Regions from separate parts of the Sus scrofa genome. Here region 2 is linked to region 1. Evidence: chromatin contacts called from public HiChIP or PLAC-seq data. All regions are on one chromosome and are shown on one strand. Each heading gives the region's core, a stretch centred on a gene start, on an enhancer-like site or on the middle of the called end of the contact. The rest is flanking DNA. Distances are from core to core; before and after follow the strand shown.

Evidence for each region. HiChIP or PLAC-seq counts read pairs in DNA pulled down with a chosen protein or histone mark.
Region 2: a contact with region 1 is called in an H3K27ac HiChIP or PLAC-seq map of alveolar macrophages. The contact joins two enhancer-like sites. A contact is called at or near these places in 1 of 5 promoter capture datasets (fetal skeletal muscle) and 1 of 2 datasets of contacts at active chromatin or transcription factors (alveolar macrophages).

The regions. Positions count from the first base shown.
Region 1 is chr1:268,730,825-268,733,808 of Sscrofa11.1, forward strand. No RefSeq gene overlaps it. Among named protein-coding and RNA genes, the nearest start is that of GOLGA2, 11 kb to the left of the region's middle. Within about 2 kb of position 1,612, at least 17 of the 83 cell types and tissues checked have an H3K27ac peak or open chromatin away from gene starts, as enhancers often do. A contact at or near this core is called in alveolar macrophages, where this site is marked.
Region 2 is chr1:268,965,898-268,968,881 of Sscrofa11.1, forward strand. SPTAN1 (spectrin alpha chain, non-erythrocytic 1) reads left to right here. Exons shown (of 59, transcript XM_013993907.2): 22 at 759-851; 23 at 1,146-1,280; 24 at 2,315-2,463. Among named protein-coding and RNA genes, the nearest start is that of SPTAN1, 31 kb to the left of the region's middle. Within about 2 kb of position 1,399, at least 4 of the 83 cell types and tissues checked have an H3K27ac peak or open chromatin away from gene starts, as enhancers often do. A contact at or near this core is called in alveolar macrophages, where this site is marked.

The DNA of each region.
Region 1 (2,984 bases), core at 362-2,861:
GGTGTAGGTTGCAGGTGCGGCTGGGATCCCATAGTTGCTATGGCTGTGGTGTAGGCCCACAGCTGTAGCTCCGAATCAACCCCTAGCCTGGGAAAAACTTCCATATGCCGGAGGTGTGGTCCCAAAAAGAAAAAAAAAAAAAGAATATTGTTTGATCACATGTGCAACAAACCTTACTCCAAAACATTTATCATCTGGCGCATACTGGAGTTCAAAACACTAACAAAATACAGCCTGTATTCTCATCCGTGAAAGAGGCTGAAAAGAGGTCGGGCAGCCTGACCTCACCGAAGCCGTGTCACCAAATAGCACCACGTTTTAGCTTGCTCAGAAGAGGACACATCTGGGGGAGGGGAGGAAGGCCAGGCCCGCATCCCATGGGCCCCCAACTCTGATGTCTGGAGGCGCTGTGATGAAAGCTCAGATGGGCAGGGAACCAGGTGAAAGGTTGACCATCACCACCCAAACCAGTCATAAGCCCAAGGCTGCCCCAGAGAAGGCTTGAGGGCTTGATTTGTGAAATCCTGTGTGTCCTCATGGAGCCCTCGTCTCCCTGGCCCCTCCCACCTGGAGTGTGCGTAAGTGGAGTAACCTCGTTTCCAAGCGAAGGCTGAGGATGGGGCGGTGGAGTGACTCGCTCAAGGTCACAGTTCCCACAAGCAGCTGACTCCAGGTGAGCTGTCCTGCCTTCCCAGCCATGGCTCGGTCTCTCTCAAGTCTCTCACCCAAGGTCATGCCTTAATAAAAAGGAGTCCAAACTTGAACCCAGAACTCTCTGAACCTTTAAACCCAAGGTCTTAGCCACAAATCTCTGCTGTGCTTCTTAGAAGTTGTACCTGCCCAAGGCCCTAGTTGTACCTAGAGGCCAGGCTAGTGGCCAGACACCAATAGCCTTGACCTTAAGTTTGGCCTTGGCCCCTCTCTCCTAGTCCCTCTGAGCAGGAGGCTTTGCTCCCTTCCCAGGTCTGAACAGGAGCAGGTCCTTCTCCTGGCCTGGAGCTCCCTCAACCCCTTGTGTTTGTCCCAGAATCCAGGAGATCAGCAGTCAACCCTGGGAGCACAGGCTCTGCGCCAGGCTCCAAGCGCAGTGCTCAGCATGACTGCAAGTGCTCCTGATGCAGCCCTGAGAGGTACATGGTAGCCCCGTTTCCCAGGTGAGGCAAATGAAGCTCAGGGAGGTTGAGTCACTTTCCCCAGGAAGCAAAGGAGCAGACTCAGAAGGGGAAGTTTTTACAATCAGATCTTTCATCATCAGAAAAAGATCTGTGACTCTAACCCCTCCCTCGGGATTCTGATTGGAACAGGCCTGTGTGTTTTTGGTTTTTTTGTTTGTTTGTTTGTTTGTTTTGTTTGTTTGTTTGGTTTTTTTGCCTTTTAGGGCCACACCCATGGCATATAGAAGTTCCCAGGGGCTAGCAGCTCTGATTTGACTCTTAGCCTGGGAACTTCTATATGCCATGGGTGTGGCCCTAAAAAGCAAAAAAAAAAAAAAAAAAAAAAAAAAACTAACATGGGATTTTATCTGACTTCTCCCCAGAGCCCTCTCACAGGCCCTGGCATTCATTAGCCCTACTCCTGGGCTGGAGCTGACCTGTGGCTCCACCCTCCGCCTTGGCACCAGCTACCTGCCCAGCTGGTTTACCAGGCAGGAGCGTAGCCTGTTTGGCCTTCTTGGGTCTCCTCTTGCTTCTGATTTATTGGGGGCTCAGGAAGTACCTGTAGGGGTTGGGGGTGGGGACCACAGAACAGTGCTGGGCAGGGAGTCACTTTGACTGCAGGCTGCTTTGCAGGCCACAAGGGGGCTAGGGGCCCCAGGACAGCCCACCACCCCACCCATCACACCCAGCCACCCACGTGATGGTTATTTCTCTTAGGCAACTTCCCCAGCCCCGGTAGCAGCCTGATCTGCATCTCATGTAGACAGGAACTTCTTTGGAGTGACTAATGTGGGGCCCACCTCCAGATAAGTCCCACCCCGCCTGATAAAGGGCTCAAAGGAGGCGGTTAGTCAGGGTCTGACTGGACACTGCAGAGAAAATCAGATGATGAGATGGTTGTGGGTATGGGTTTTTGTTTTTTTTAATTTTTTTTTTTTTTTTTTTTTTTTGTCTTTTTGCTATTTCTTGGGCCGCTCCCGCTGCATATGGAGGTTCCCAGGCTAGGGGTCCAATCGGAGCTGTAGCCACCGGCCTACACCAGAGCCACAGCAACGCGGGATCCGAGCCGCGTCTGCAACCTACACCACAGCTCACGGCAACGCCGGATCGTTAGCCCACTGAGCAAGGGCAGGGATTGAACCCGCAACCTCATGGTTCCTAGTCGGATTCGTTAACCACTGCGCCACGACGGGAACTCCTGTTTCTTTTAATTCTGTAGCCAAACAGCTGAAGCTCAGCCAGCCATGCCATGTGGAGACAGGTGCAGGAGGCTGGCCCTCCGCAGGCCTCGGTTTCTTCATCTGCAAAGTAGGGAAGCTACGAGTTCCCTGGTGGCTCAGGGGGTTGAGGATCCAGCATTGTCAATGCAGTGGTTTGGGCACGGCCAAAGGAAAAAAATAAACAAAGCAGGTAAAATCATCTCTGCTGAGACCCCTTCACAAAGGATCACAGATATAAAAGCTGGTTTCCTGGCTATAATGAAGTAGACAAACGCCAGCTCATTGATATGATGTTACACAGGTGTGTTTTAAGCATATTCCTGGGCCCCAGGGAATGCAAGGTCCTTATAGCTTAAAGTGGGGCTTTGATGAGCTAATGTTCTTGGTGCAGTTGGGTCTGGGGAGGGGTGCAGAGGGGAGGGCTGGATGGAGTAAGAAAGGGACATGGAGAGGAGTGGGCTGGGAAAGGCACGAAGAGAAAACTCTTACCTCGAAAGCTGGGGTTATCTGGGCATTGAAGTTCATTCATTCAATGAGTTGTTTTTGGTTTTGTTTGTTTGGTTTTTGTCTTTTTAAGGCCGAACCTGCAGCCTATGGAAGTTCCCAG
Region 2 (2,984 bases), core at 149-2,648, 230 kb after region 1:
TATGACCTAAGAGGGGGTAGCGGAAAATAGAAAGGCGCCAGCCACACTGGCGGAAGGGCGTTCCCTGGTGGAGGGCAGTGCATTTGGCCAGCTCCCGCCTGTCGGGACTGCTTAGTTCTTGAGATGGTGGTGGCTCCACTGATGAGTGCGATGTGTCTCTGTGTCCCGGTTTGTGTTTCAAGGGTTGCATAGTTAGGTAAGGGCCGGGTAAAAAAAAGATGACAGAGGAGTTCCCTGGTGGTCTAGTGATTAAAAGACCTGGCATTGTCACTGCTATGGTGCAGGTTCAGTCTTTGGCCCTGGAACTTTCACGTGTCTCAGGCGTGGCCAAAAGAAAGATAACGATAGAAATCATTTCCTCTGAATTAAGTGTTTATCCAAAAGAGAGGGGCGAGTTCCCATCGTGGCTCAGGGCTAACAAGCCCGAATAGTACCTATGAGGATGCAGGTTACACCCCTGGCCCCGCTCAGTGGGTTAAGGATCGGTGTTGCCGTGAGCTGTGGTGTAGATCGAAGACACGGCTTGAATCCCTTCTAGCTGTGGCTGTGGTGTAGGCTGGCAGCTGTAGCTCCAATTCGACCCCTAGCCTGGGAACGTCACATGCCACACCTGCAGCCCTAAAAAGCAAAAAGAAAAAGAGGGAGAGAGGGAAGTGAACAAATCACCGGGTAACTGAATAGATTTCAGAGGCAGAAGGCGTTGGGGGTGGCGGGGGCTGGGCTCGCTGCTCAGGGTCTCCATGGGGTTTCCGTCTCAGGCTCTGCTGAAGAAGCACGAGGCTCTCATGTCGGATCTCAGCGCCTATGGCAGCAGCATCCAGGCCCTGCGAGAGCAGGCTCAGTCTTGCCGGGTGAGTGTGCCCTTAGGTTCAGCAGCTGCGAATCCCAGGGAGGGGGCTGGAGTCCGAGGAAGCTAAAGGACCCAGTAGCTGGCAGCAAGTGTCGCAGTCGTAGGCGCTGTTCTTGTCACCTTAAAGATGCCAGACAGCTGAACTTCCAGAATTGGATTTTAGCGGTAGCTTCAGAGAACTCTCACCGCATGTTTGGTAAACTTGGGACAACTGCTGGAACGGGAGCCCGTCCCGGGCACAGATGACCAGTGGGGACATCCGTGAACCGTGTCTGCCCTTCCTTTGGATTTTTAGCAACAAGTGGCCCCCATGGATGACGAGACCGGGAAGGAGCTGGTGCTGGCGCTCTACGACTATCAGGAGAAGAGTCCTCGGGAGGTCACCATGAAGAAGGGGGACATCCTCACCCTGCTCAACAGCACCAACAAGGCAAGTGGAGAGGCGGCCGCCGGGGGCTGTCCGGCGGCTCCGCTGGCGGCAGTGCCCGGGAGGAGGCCGGCTGAGAGTCAGAAGTTACTACAGCTCTTAGTCAACTTCCCACTTCCTGTGGGTTTATCCTCTTTCACTTGTGCGTGTTTAAACGCCTGACAGCTAGTGTGGTGGCTCGGGGACTCACTCTCAAGGGTGGCTCTTGTCACCGTTGACCACCTCCTGGTGGAATGTCTTCTCCTGAGCCAAAGCCCTCCTCTCCCTAGCCTGCACCTGTTGGGTCTCTGGCTGGCCTTCACGGCCATGGCAGGCGACTGAAGACAGCTCTGCCGTCCCCCCAGCCTCCATCTTCTCAAAGTCAAACGCTGCCTGGTTCATCGGCCTCGCTTCCCTGGTCCTGGAGTGAGGCCAAGATGTGCCAGGTGTCACTTGATGGATCCTGAGAGATGCTGCCTCCCGGCTCGGTCGAGGCTGGAGAAGTGTCTTTGGCCAGTGTTGAGAACCTCCTGGCCCCCACCTCAGTTTGAGCCAGTCAGGAGCGTCCGAGGAAGTCTGATCGGGGTCTTTCTGTTGCCTCTCAGCCTGAACTAACCTTCTGGCCTGGCCCTGGTTTACTCGAGAGCAGCGTCATCCAGGGAAACGTTCCGAGGTGGCGGGGTTTTAGGATCTGTGTTGGGCCTGCAGTAGCTACTAGGCCTGGCTGATTACGAACCACTTCAGATGTGCTGAGTGCAGCGGAGTGTTTATCCGAGTTCACTCACTTCAACGTGGCTCGTGGCTGCAGCGTCAGCGTGGTGCTAGGGCGTCTGAGCCCAGAGAGGCCGGCCTTGCTGCTCGGCGTCAGGGCTGCTTCACTTCTCTGTACTTGACGGAAATTGCAGGTCTCGTGCGAGGGACTTTGGTGCTGTCACAGGATCCTCTGACGTGACTAGAGCTGTCTTTGGTGTATACGTGCGAGCATGCACGCACGTACACACAGGCCTCCTTGGATTCTCGGGAAGGAATTTGCTTTCGAGTCTCTCTGTGCCCCTCAGGACTGGTGGAAAGTGGAAGTGAACGATCGGCAGGGCTTCGTGCCGGCTGCGTACGTGAAGAAGCTGGACCCCGCCCAGTCAGCCTCCCGGGAGAACCTGCTGGAGGAGCAGGGCAGCATCGCGCTGCGGCAGGAGCAGATTGACAGCCAGTAAGGGCCACGCGGTCGGTCGTGAAGGTCCTGGTGCCACTCGGTCACACGTGGCCACGGGGTCCTGAGGCTCCAGAGCAAGTGTTCTGCTGGTGCCCCTTCCCTGCCCTGCGGGAGGACGTGTTCCCCCTGCCTCCCCCGTCGCTTCCAGCCCACACCTGTGTGGGAGCCTAAACTCCCTGCCCCGTACCTCTGTTTTCCTCTGTTTGTGTTTTCCCCTGAATTTGCGAGTTTCTTTTCCTAAACAGCATTTTCTAATCATCACCATCTCTCAATCTCCTCCAGCCAAGGAGGTGCTTTTGAAACTGGGCTTCCAAGCTGTTCCACACACCTAAGCTCTGCCCTTTGTGAAAGGCTGCGGGGGGCGAGTGCCCCTCCCTCCCATGGCTTTGTGCTCTGAGACTGGGAGTATTTTTATGGAAAGGCTCTGTCTCTTTCCTGCAGCTCGGCCCCCTAGAGACCGGGGTTCCTCCTTCAGGGCCTGTCTTACTTCACTAATGAAATCCGAAGCTTTAAACAAG